3 separate regions of the Sus scrofa genome follow, and regions 1 and 2 are each linked to region 3. A link is a contact called in public Hi-C data. All regions are on one chromosome and are shown on one strand. The core of a region is the stretch at or near the end of the contact, and the rest is flanking DNA. Distances in the headings are between cores, read along the strand shown.

The links. Hi-C and Micro-C count contacts between places; a contact is called where the count stands out from the background.
Region 1: a Hi-C map of embryonic fibroblasts shows a contact between it and region 3, with 1.9 times the contacts expected there. The contact joins two enhancer-like sites. A contact is called at or near these places in 7 of 47 Hi-C or Micro-C datasets (alveolar macrophages, blood, embryonic fibroblasts and 2 more) and 1 of 2 datasets of contacts at active chromatin or transcription factors (alveolar macrophages).
Region 2: a Hi-C map of embryonic fibroblasts shows a contact between it and region 3, with 2.9 times the contacts expected there. The contact joins two enhancer-like sites. A contact is called at or near these places in 1 of 47 Hi-C or Micro-C datasets (embryonic fibroblasts) and 1 of 2 datasets of contacts at active chromatin or transcription factors (alveolar macrophages).

The regions. Positions count from the first base shown.
Region 1 is chr1:79,666,708-79,669,407 of Sscrofa11.1, forward strand. No RefSeq gene overlaps it. Among named protein-coding and RNA genes, the nearest start is that of MARCKS, 120 kb to the right of the region's middle. Within about 2 kb of position 1,269, at least 10 of the 83 cell types and tissues checked have an H3K27ac peak or open chromatin away from gene starts, as enhancers often do. A contact at or near this core is called in embryonic fibroblasts, where this site is marked.
Region 2 is chr1:79,497,422-79,500,121 of Sscrofa11.1, forward strand. No RefSeq gene overlaps it. Among named protein-coding and RNA genes, the nearest start is that of MARCKS, 290 kb to the right of the region's middle. Within about 2 kb of position 1,445, at least 53 of the 83 cell types and tissues checked have an H3K27ac peak or open chromatin away from gene starts, as enhancers often do. A contact at or near this core is called in embryonic fibroblasts, where this site is marked.
Region 3 is chr1:79,577,756-79,580,455 of Sscrofa11.1, forward strand. No RefSeq gene overlaps it. Among named protein-coding and RNA genes, the nearest start is that of MARCKS, 210 kb to the right of the region's middle. Within about 2 kb of position 1,431, at least 13 of the 83 cell types and tissues checked have an H3K27ac peak or open chromatin away from gene starts, as enhancers often do. A contact at or near this core is called in embryonic fibroblasts, where this site is marked.

The DNA.
Region 1 (2,700 bases), core at 19-2,518, 89 kb after region 3:
AATTTTTTAAAACTGTTTTGAAGAGTTGGCATGTCCAGAACAAGTAGGGTGAACCAAGGACTTTATGTGGTCTCCACACTCGCGAAAATAAAGATGGTGACGGGAGTTCCCATCGTAGCACAATAGAATCAAATCTGACTAGGAATCATGACATTGTGGGTTCAATCCCTGGCCTCCCTCAGTGGGTTAAGGTTCTGGCACTGGCGGGAGCTGTAGTGTAGGTCGCAGACACAGCTTGGATCTGATGTGGCTGTGGTATAGGCCGACAGCTGTAGCTCCAATTCGACCCCTAGCCTGGGAACCTCCTTATGCCACAAGCGTGGCCCTAAAACGCAAAAAATAATTAAATAAATAAATAAAGATGGTGAGGAGTATATCATTGTGTCAGTTAGGCAAATCTTATCTGAAATATTTTTTCCTTTCTCAATTATAAAATCCCCAACTAAATTATCTAAGTAATTTACTATCATTCTCAACTTTTCTTTTACACCATTGACATCTCCTTAGACGGAGAAATGGTTACATTTTAAAGAACACATTACAGCTCATGCCTTTAAAATTTCTACAATATTATTAACTTCTACTCTTCATGACCCTTCCGGATGAAAGAACACTGGTGGCATTAGAATGGCCTCCGGATGTCATCAGGTCCCATCCCCATCAAAAAGAAGAAATCCGGGACCTTAAACAGGACACTGTCTGTGTCCTTTCTTGAACTGTCTACTCTCTTTTCACAAATCATGATAATAAAACATTATTCTTTAAAGAAAAAAGAATACTTGAGTTAGACTTTATTAACTATAAGGTATGTTGTTTAAGGTAGTAACTTGTTTTAAGTTGTGTGTTTTCTTATTTTTCTCCCATCATCTTACTTGTGTTGTAAAAATCTGTATTCTTCTTTTCCCACTTAATACAGCAAATACGTCCCCTGGTATGACAGTGTAGTGGATATTCTATGAAGGAGACCTAAAAATTACACCTACCTCTTTTCAGAAGCCCCAAGGTTTTCATCAAGCTCATAGCTGTGTGTGTGTGTGTGTGTGTGTGTGTGTGTGTGTGTGTGTTTAGCCAGGCTCTGTGCCATGTGACCCTGCTACCTTAGCTTGATTCAGAACTAGGGCTGACATTGTACTCAATACACACACTCTCTATTCTAATAGGACATGCCAAATCTGTCAGATTTTCTGTCGCAGGTCAGAGAAGGTAAGAGTTGGTGGTTGATGGAATGTTGAGGAAGCCCAGAGAAAACCACAGAAAAGGCAATAAAGCAGGAACCATGAGGCAATATAACTTATGACACATAGTGGAGTAGAGAGAAATTGTGGCCCATTCAGATTAAGCTGAGTCACCCTGTTGTGTAAATCACTAACAAAGCCAATGGTCTGTTACTTTCAAAAGCTGATCAAAGAATTGAGTCATTAGAGATATATGAAATCTCGTAACCATAGTTAACATCTACATAACACTCGCTTAACGTCAGAAGTTGTTCTTTGTTCCCTATGTGTATCCTTCAGTCTAAGCTCTCCATCAGTCCTATGGTGTAGGTACTATTATCACCCTTATTTTTATTTTTATTTTATTTTATTTTATTTTGGCTTTTTACAGCTGCACCAACAGCATATGGAAGTTCCCAGGCTAGGGGTTGAATTGGAGCTATAGTTTCTGGCTTACACCACAGCCACAGTAACACCAGATCCGAGCCACATTTGAGAACTACACCACAGCTTACAGCAACACTGGATCCTTAACTCACTGATCAAGGTCGGGACCAAAGCTGGAACCTCATGGATACTATTTGGGTTTGTTAACTGCTGAGCCACAACAGGAATTCTATCATCCTTATTTTTAAAATGGGAGAACACTGGAGCAAAGCTATTAAGTGACTTGACAAAGATTCAAACTCAGGAGGGTTGGTTTTTATAATAAGAAATATATTTGGGTTGGTTTTCATAATAAGAAATATATCTGTTCTTCATCCCCTTTTCAGACACAGAGCTCCAAAAACTCATGGAATTTCCTAAGTGACAAGAGATATTCAAGGGTCTTGATATTCATAACAAACCTCTTTCAACAACAGCTGAGTTTATGTTAGTGAGGTAATTTGGGGACCGAACCTAATGATGGAGGCTGGTTGCCAGAGAAACAAACCATGTGATTAGAGAGTTGGAACTTTCAGTCCCACCTCACTGACCTCTGAGGAGGGGAGAGGGGATGGAGATTGAGCCCATGATGTAATCAATTGCCCCTATGTACTAAAGCCTCCATAAAACCCCAAAACCACTGGGTTCAAAGAGCTTCTGAGTCAATCCAAGAAGAAGACATAACAATTTTAAATATCTACACACCCAACATAGGTTCATCACAATATATAAGGCAACTGCTAACAACCTTAAAAGGACAAATTGACAATAACATGATAATAGTGGGGGAATTTAACACCCCACTTACAGCAATGGACAGATCATCCAGACAGAAAATCAACAAGGAAACACAAGCCCTGCATGAAGCATTAGACCAGATGGACTTAATAGATATTTATAGGACATTCCATCCAAAAGCAACAGAAGACACATTCTTCTCAAGTGCACATGGAATAATCTCTAAGACTGACCACATCCTGGGCTACAAATCAAACCTCGTAACTTTAAGAAAATTGAAATCATATCAAGCATCTTTTCCGACCACAATGCTATACGACTG
Region 2 (2,700 bases), core at 195-2,694, 80 kb before region 3:
TAGCTTCAGAGAATTTGAAATTTAGATACAAAGGCTGGCACAGGGGACTATATCCAATTTCTTGAGATAGAACATGATGGAAGATAATACGAGAAAAAGAATGGATGTGTGACTGGGTCACTTTGCTGTACAACAGAAATTGGCACAGTGTTGTAGATCAACCACAGTTTTTAAAAATTAAAAAAAATAAAAGATACAGAGGCTGGAGGTCATCAGAATGTGGGTATAATTATCAGCAAGGAAGTACACATCTCCTACAGTCCGGGAGCTGGTCCTGCCTTTCTAGGCTTGGCTGTTCACCATGTAGAGTCCGTTTGACTGCCCAGCACCTTTCCAGTAAATCTCCCTTTTGAGATGAACTTTACCATTAATTTGTAACTTGTTCCTTGTAACTCCCAAAGCTGAAAGAAACACAGACCCTTCTCTGTGGTGGGAAGTGTGCTAGGTGCTAGAGTACTAAGGACAAACCTAACACAATATCCACTTTGACAATCTCACCAAGCATCAATGGTAAATGTGGTATTGCTCCCACTTTTCTGAATATTCCATAATTAATATATATGAGTCCCTGTCTTTTTTCCAACAAAGAATCCCCTTAGTGTTGAGCCTGGAAATTCTAGGAAGACATAAAACCATGCGGTTTTGTGTATTAAACATAGGACTTTCAGGCTATATTAATCTTCCAGTTAAATGTTTCATTTAAGATACCATTTGATCCTAGTAAATTTTAAATATTAATTACAGAAATTCTGGAGAAAAAAATACTTTTTAGAGAAAAAAGTTTATTTTAGATAAAACATTTTGGAGAAAAAAAAATGTCATAGCCATAAGGTTCACAAATAATTAACAAGGAAGGCAGGAACGTATGTTACAAGTAAAACTAATATTAAGCAGGATTTCTTTTTCACACTTTGAAAAATACATTTTTCTGTAAACAAGCAAAATCTTAGCAGCTGGAAACCTGTTATGTGTTTAATTAAATGGCCCACACATGTGTTTATCATACACCACTAGGCTGCCTGTGACTGGGATCCCTGGGGTGTATGGTCAGTCTTTTGCTTCACTGAACTCCAGGCTAGAGGTCATGGGAAAGGGGGTTCTTGTTTGAGTTTTCTCCCTTGCAGTTCCACAGTTCCTCCACCAACTACTGGCATATAAACAAACCCATGTTCAAAAGGTTATGGACTCTGCTGACCTAACCCACCCTGAAGTGCCAGACCCGGCCACACGCCCTCTGCACTAGACTAGCTTGTCCAGCTCATCCAGGCAGCCCCTCTCCCCCAGGCCAGGTTCATCTGATGGATTTGCCTTTTGCTCTCTTCCTCCCCTGGGGAGAGAGATTCTCAGCCGAGACTGGGGCCAAGGGGACCAGTGAGGCTGAGATGCTGATTCTCCCCCGGAGGAGCTGAAGTTCTCCAGATGGCAGCAAGCGCTCGTCATGCAAATTCTTGGCAGCAGGGAGCCTGTCAAGTGGCTACTGCTGCTTATTGTTACCGCCACTCCCCCACCCCCTGCACACAGACGCAGAAATACCATCTGTCTCCTGTGGGGCTCAGGGGGACTTGGAAAGTCCCGGAGTCGATGCCGCTTAGCAGTCCTGCGCTGTGCGTGCAGCCCCAAACAGGAGTTGCCTCAAGATGGCATTCAGTCTCGAGGATCCCTGAGCCAGGGAGCTCTACCCCGGCCGGCCGGCAATCTCCCTCCTTCCTGGCCGGGCCCCCGCCTGGCTGCATCAAGGCAGTTTGCTAGCGGATTTCTCATCCGATGTTGATGAAACAGAAATACCAAAATCGGTTCTATTTATCCCCTCCGATTCTGGGAAGAAGATAGAGTAAGTTAGCAACACGTCTGTATCCCTAAGTGAGAGAAGGAATAGCGGAAAGCACACCCCGGAAATGAAAAACCCAGGAAGTGTAAAGGATGCCTAGAACATCGAAATGATTTCTTGCTTGCTTTCCCTCCTCTCTCACAACATCCTAACTTCTGACTAACCAAGATCTCTCCCTAAATGTAAAAGTTTTATGTATAAATAAATGAATGCTGTCAATCAAAGATTCTAAGCTCTAGAAAAATCTCAAAATTTTGTCCATCATTTGCGTCCTGGAACCACTGCAGTCATTCAATAACTTTTCTAATTATCATTGTTGAAATTTTTTTGGTCATATATATAAATACAAATGAAAGCATAATAATAAAGTTCCACATCATTTCTGCATCCCTCATGTTGTCTTTTTCATCCCAGAAGTATGGGAGTGAGTTATTAATATGCCTAAATTCAGAGGAGACTATCGTCCTCTATCCGTGCAAAAGTCCTCTTTTACTATATTTTAAACCTTTAGTAATAATCCCCTATAGACATAGACTTCCACAAAGAACATGTACTCTCCACTTTCTAATCTACCTTCCATATATTTCCTTAGAAGAACATCCTTAAAAAAATTCGCTGTTTTGTACTTACGTACTTTTAAAAAATTATATATATTGAACTATAAATTGTATCATTCCTGACTTATTCACCAGTATTATGCTTTTAGATCTATCTCTATTGCTAATCTTCCTCACAAAGGATGTCAATTTCCCATAAAAAGCCCCATTCTGTCCTGACTAGGAAAATGACTAGTAAAGTGACTTTTCCTGGTGATAAGTTTGAGAACGGCTGGCATGCTCTGCTCTGTTCTGCCTGCCTCCTCAGCAGTCCTG
Region 3 (2,700 bases), core at 181-2,680:
CAATATTTTGGAGTTCCTGTCATGGCTCAGCAGAAACAAATTTGACTGGCATCCATGAGGACGTGGGTTCAATCTGTGACCTTGCTCACTGGGTCAGGGACCTAGCGTTGCTGTGAGATGTGGTGTAGGTCGCAGACATGGCTTGGATCTAGTGTTGCTTGGCTGTGGTATAGGCTGGTAGCTACAGCTTCGATTCAACCCTTAGCCTGGGAACTTTCATATGCCATGGTTGTAGGCCTAAAAAGAAAAAAAAAAAAAAAAGTAACATTTTGAGCTTGAAAACTATTTTGCCAATGATTTTGCTCTTCATAAGCATGTCCCAGAATAATAGTTAAAAGCTGAAATACATCCCATTCTTTAGATGCTTGCTTTGTCGTATTTTAAAAGAAAGATCCCTGGAGTTCCTTGGCGGCTCAGCAGATTAAGGATCCAGCAATGTTACTGTTGTGGCGTGGGTTTGATCTCTGTCCCGAGAACTTCCACATTCCATGGGCACAGCCAAAAAAAAAGGAAAAAAAAAAAAAAAAAAAGAAGAAATAGATCTATTTTGTAGTCCTCAAATGTATCCACACAACCCACTTTCACTGGCCCAATAGCTTTAGTTTATAAGCATCTGGGTGGAGGCTCAAAAGCTGAACCAAAAAGGCCAGAAAATGTCTGTTGAACACAAGGCACATAAACACGAATGTAACTACTTTTTGGCCCTACCCAAACTCCTAAGTTGCCTTTTTCTGACTCCTCTAGCACAGCAAATGCAAGCCCACAAAGCCCGGAGCCTTTCACAGGGTGCCACACAACCCTGCCTCTGTCCAAGCTCTGGGGAATACCACAAACCCCAAATAATACACACATATGCGGAGGCTTCTCCCAAAGAATTGCGGCAGCTGTGTGTTGTGGTGTGAGTGCCTTTATGACTCAGTGTCATGGCTGGGTTTGTTTACCATTTCCTTTCTTTTAAGGGTCTGGGTGGCTATGAAACATGGCCGTAACGACAGTATGCTGGCTTTGGGGCTTTGTTTTTAACCAATACGTAAGTCCTTTTAGAAAAGCTGCTCCCAAAAGGAAGGAAAAGGGGAAGCCCTGGGAGAGAATGTAAGATGTATAACCTGAGACTCTACCTCTCTGCCCTACAGGGGAAATCTTCCCAATAATAAAAGTGTGGTGGAGACTAAATTCTTCACATACGTAATCTTAGTTCCTTCCAAGAAGAGCAAGGCAGGCGGTAGGGGCTGATGGGGGGACCACAGGGGATGTTGAGCTTGGGGACTGAAGCTACTTCAGCACATCCACATCCATCCCAGCCTCTGAATGAAATCATAGGATGGAACCACAACCACGTGGCCTCGGGGAACAATAACTGCCAAGGTATGTCAGGCCAGCCAGCTGACTGTAAGCTGTGCTTGTAACGCTAATGGTTCCTTGTTTTCATGCTGAAATTATGCACCTCCTGGAACCTCTTCTCTCTTGGTCAGATGTGTGTGATGTGATTTACACTCTGGAATATGCCCAAGAGGCATGTGCTCACAAGTGTTCTGATCCAGGAATCAGGTTACGATTATGTACGAGATCCGTATGGCCTTCTGTGGTGAGCTGAATAATTTTTTTTCATTTTAATTTTGGACTTAGGTTAAAATGATTCATTTTCCTCAAGCCCGAAGACCAAACTGTCTGCATGAAGGGTAACTATGCTACAAGTTGTGCTCATCTCACTACTCCTTTTCCTTTTGGCCTGGGAAGGCTTGGCTTTGTGCTCCCAGGCAAGGCTACTGTATGAATAACAGAGAGGCAGGGAAACAAGCATTCTCCTCAGGTCCCCTCCCCAGGCAGTCATCTCCCTCAGTGAACATGAGTGGGATTCCAAGCTTCTTTAAGAGCTATGACAGGTTTTCATGGAGATAGCACGAATATATTTGGCAGAACTTTTTTTTTCTTTTCTTTTTAGGGCCATACCCATGGCAAATGGAGGTTTCCAGTCTAGGGGTTGAATGAGAGCTACAGCTGCTGGCCTACACCACAGCCACAGCCATGAGAGATCTGAGCCTTGTCTCCGACCTACACCACAGCTCATGGCAACACAGGATCCTTAACCCACTGAGTTAGGCCAGGGATTGAACCTGCGTCCTCATGGATACTAGTCGGATTCATTACCATTGAGCCGTGACCGGAACTCCTGGAGGAACTCTTTATAGAAATATTTTTTACTTCCTCATGAGTCTATGTGTATATTCACTGAAGCTTAAACCTCAGGCAAATGCAGGGAGTAAGGAATAAGCTTCATGTTCCTGGGAGTCAGAAAGCCTAATGAGCTTAGTTTCAGCCTTCCCTCAATCACAAACCTACCAGGTGACTTTGGTAACCTAGTTAAACTTTTAGGGTCTTGGTTTGAGAATCTTGGTTTGATAATCCCCTTAGTGGGATTAATAATGGTTGTGGATTTGGGGGTTCTTTTTTCTGTAGCATCTGTCTCAGAGTCTATGATATGCTAATGAGCATGCAGTGTACTCCAAGCTGGCAGAACCGTTGAGCATTTTTTCCCCAAAAAAAAAATCTCTTCTTGGACTCAATTACAAGTGTTCTATAGGATATATTTTTACAAGTTATAGACATGAACGTGTCCTTCCACATCAAAAGTTCTATGAATCTATACAGGCAATACGGAATGACACACGTTTAATGGAGATATAAAAAGAGGTCATGGTT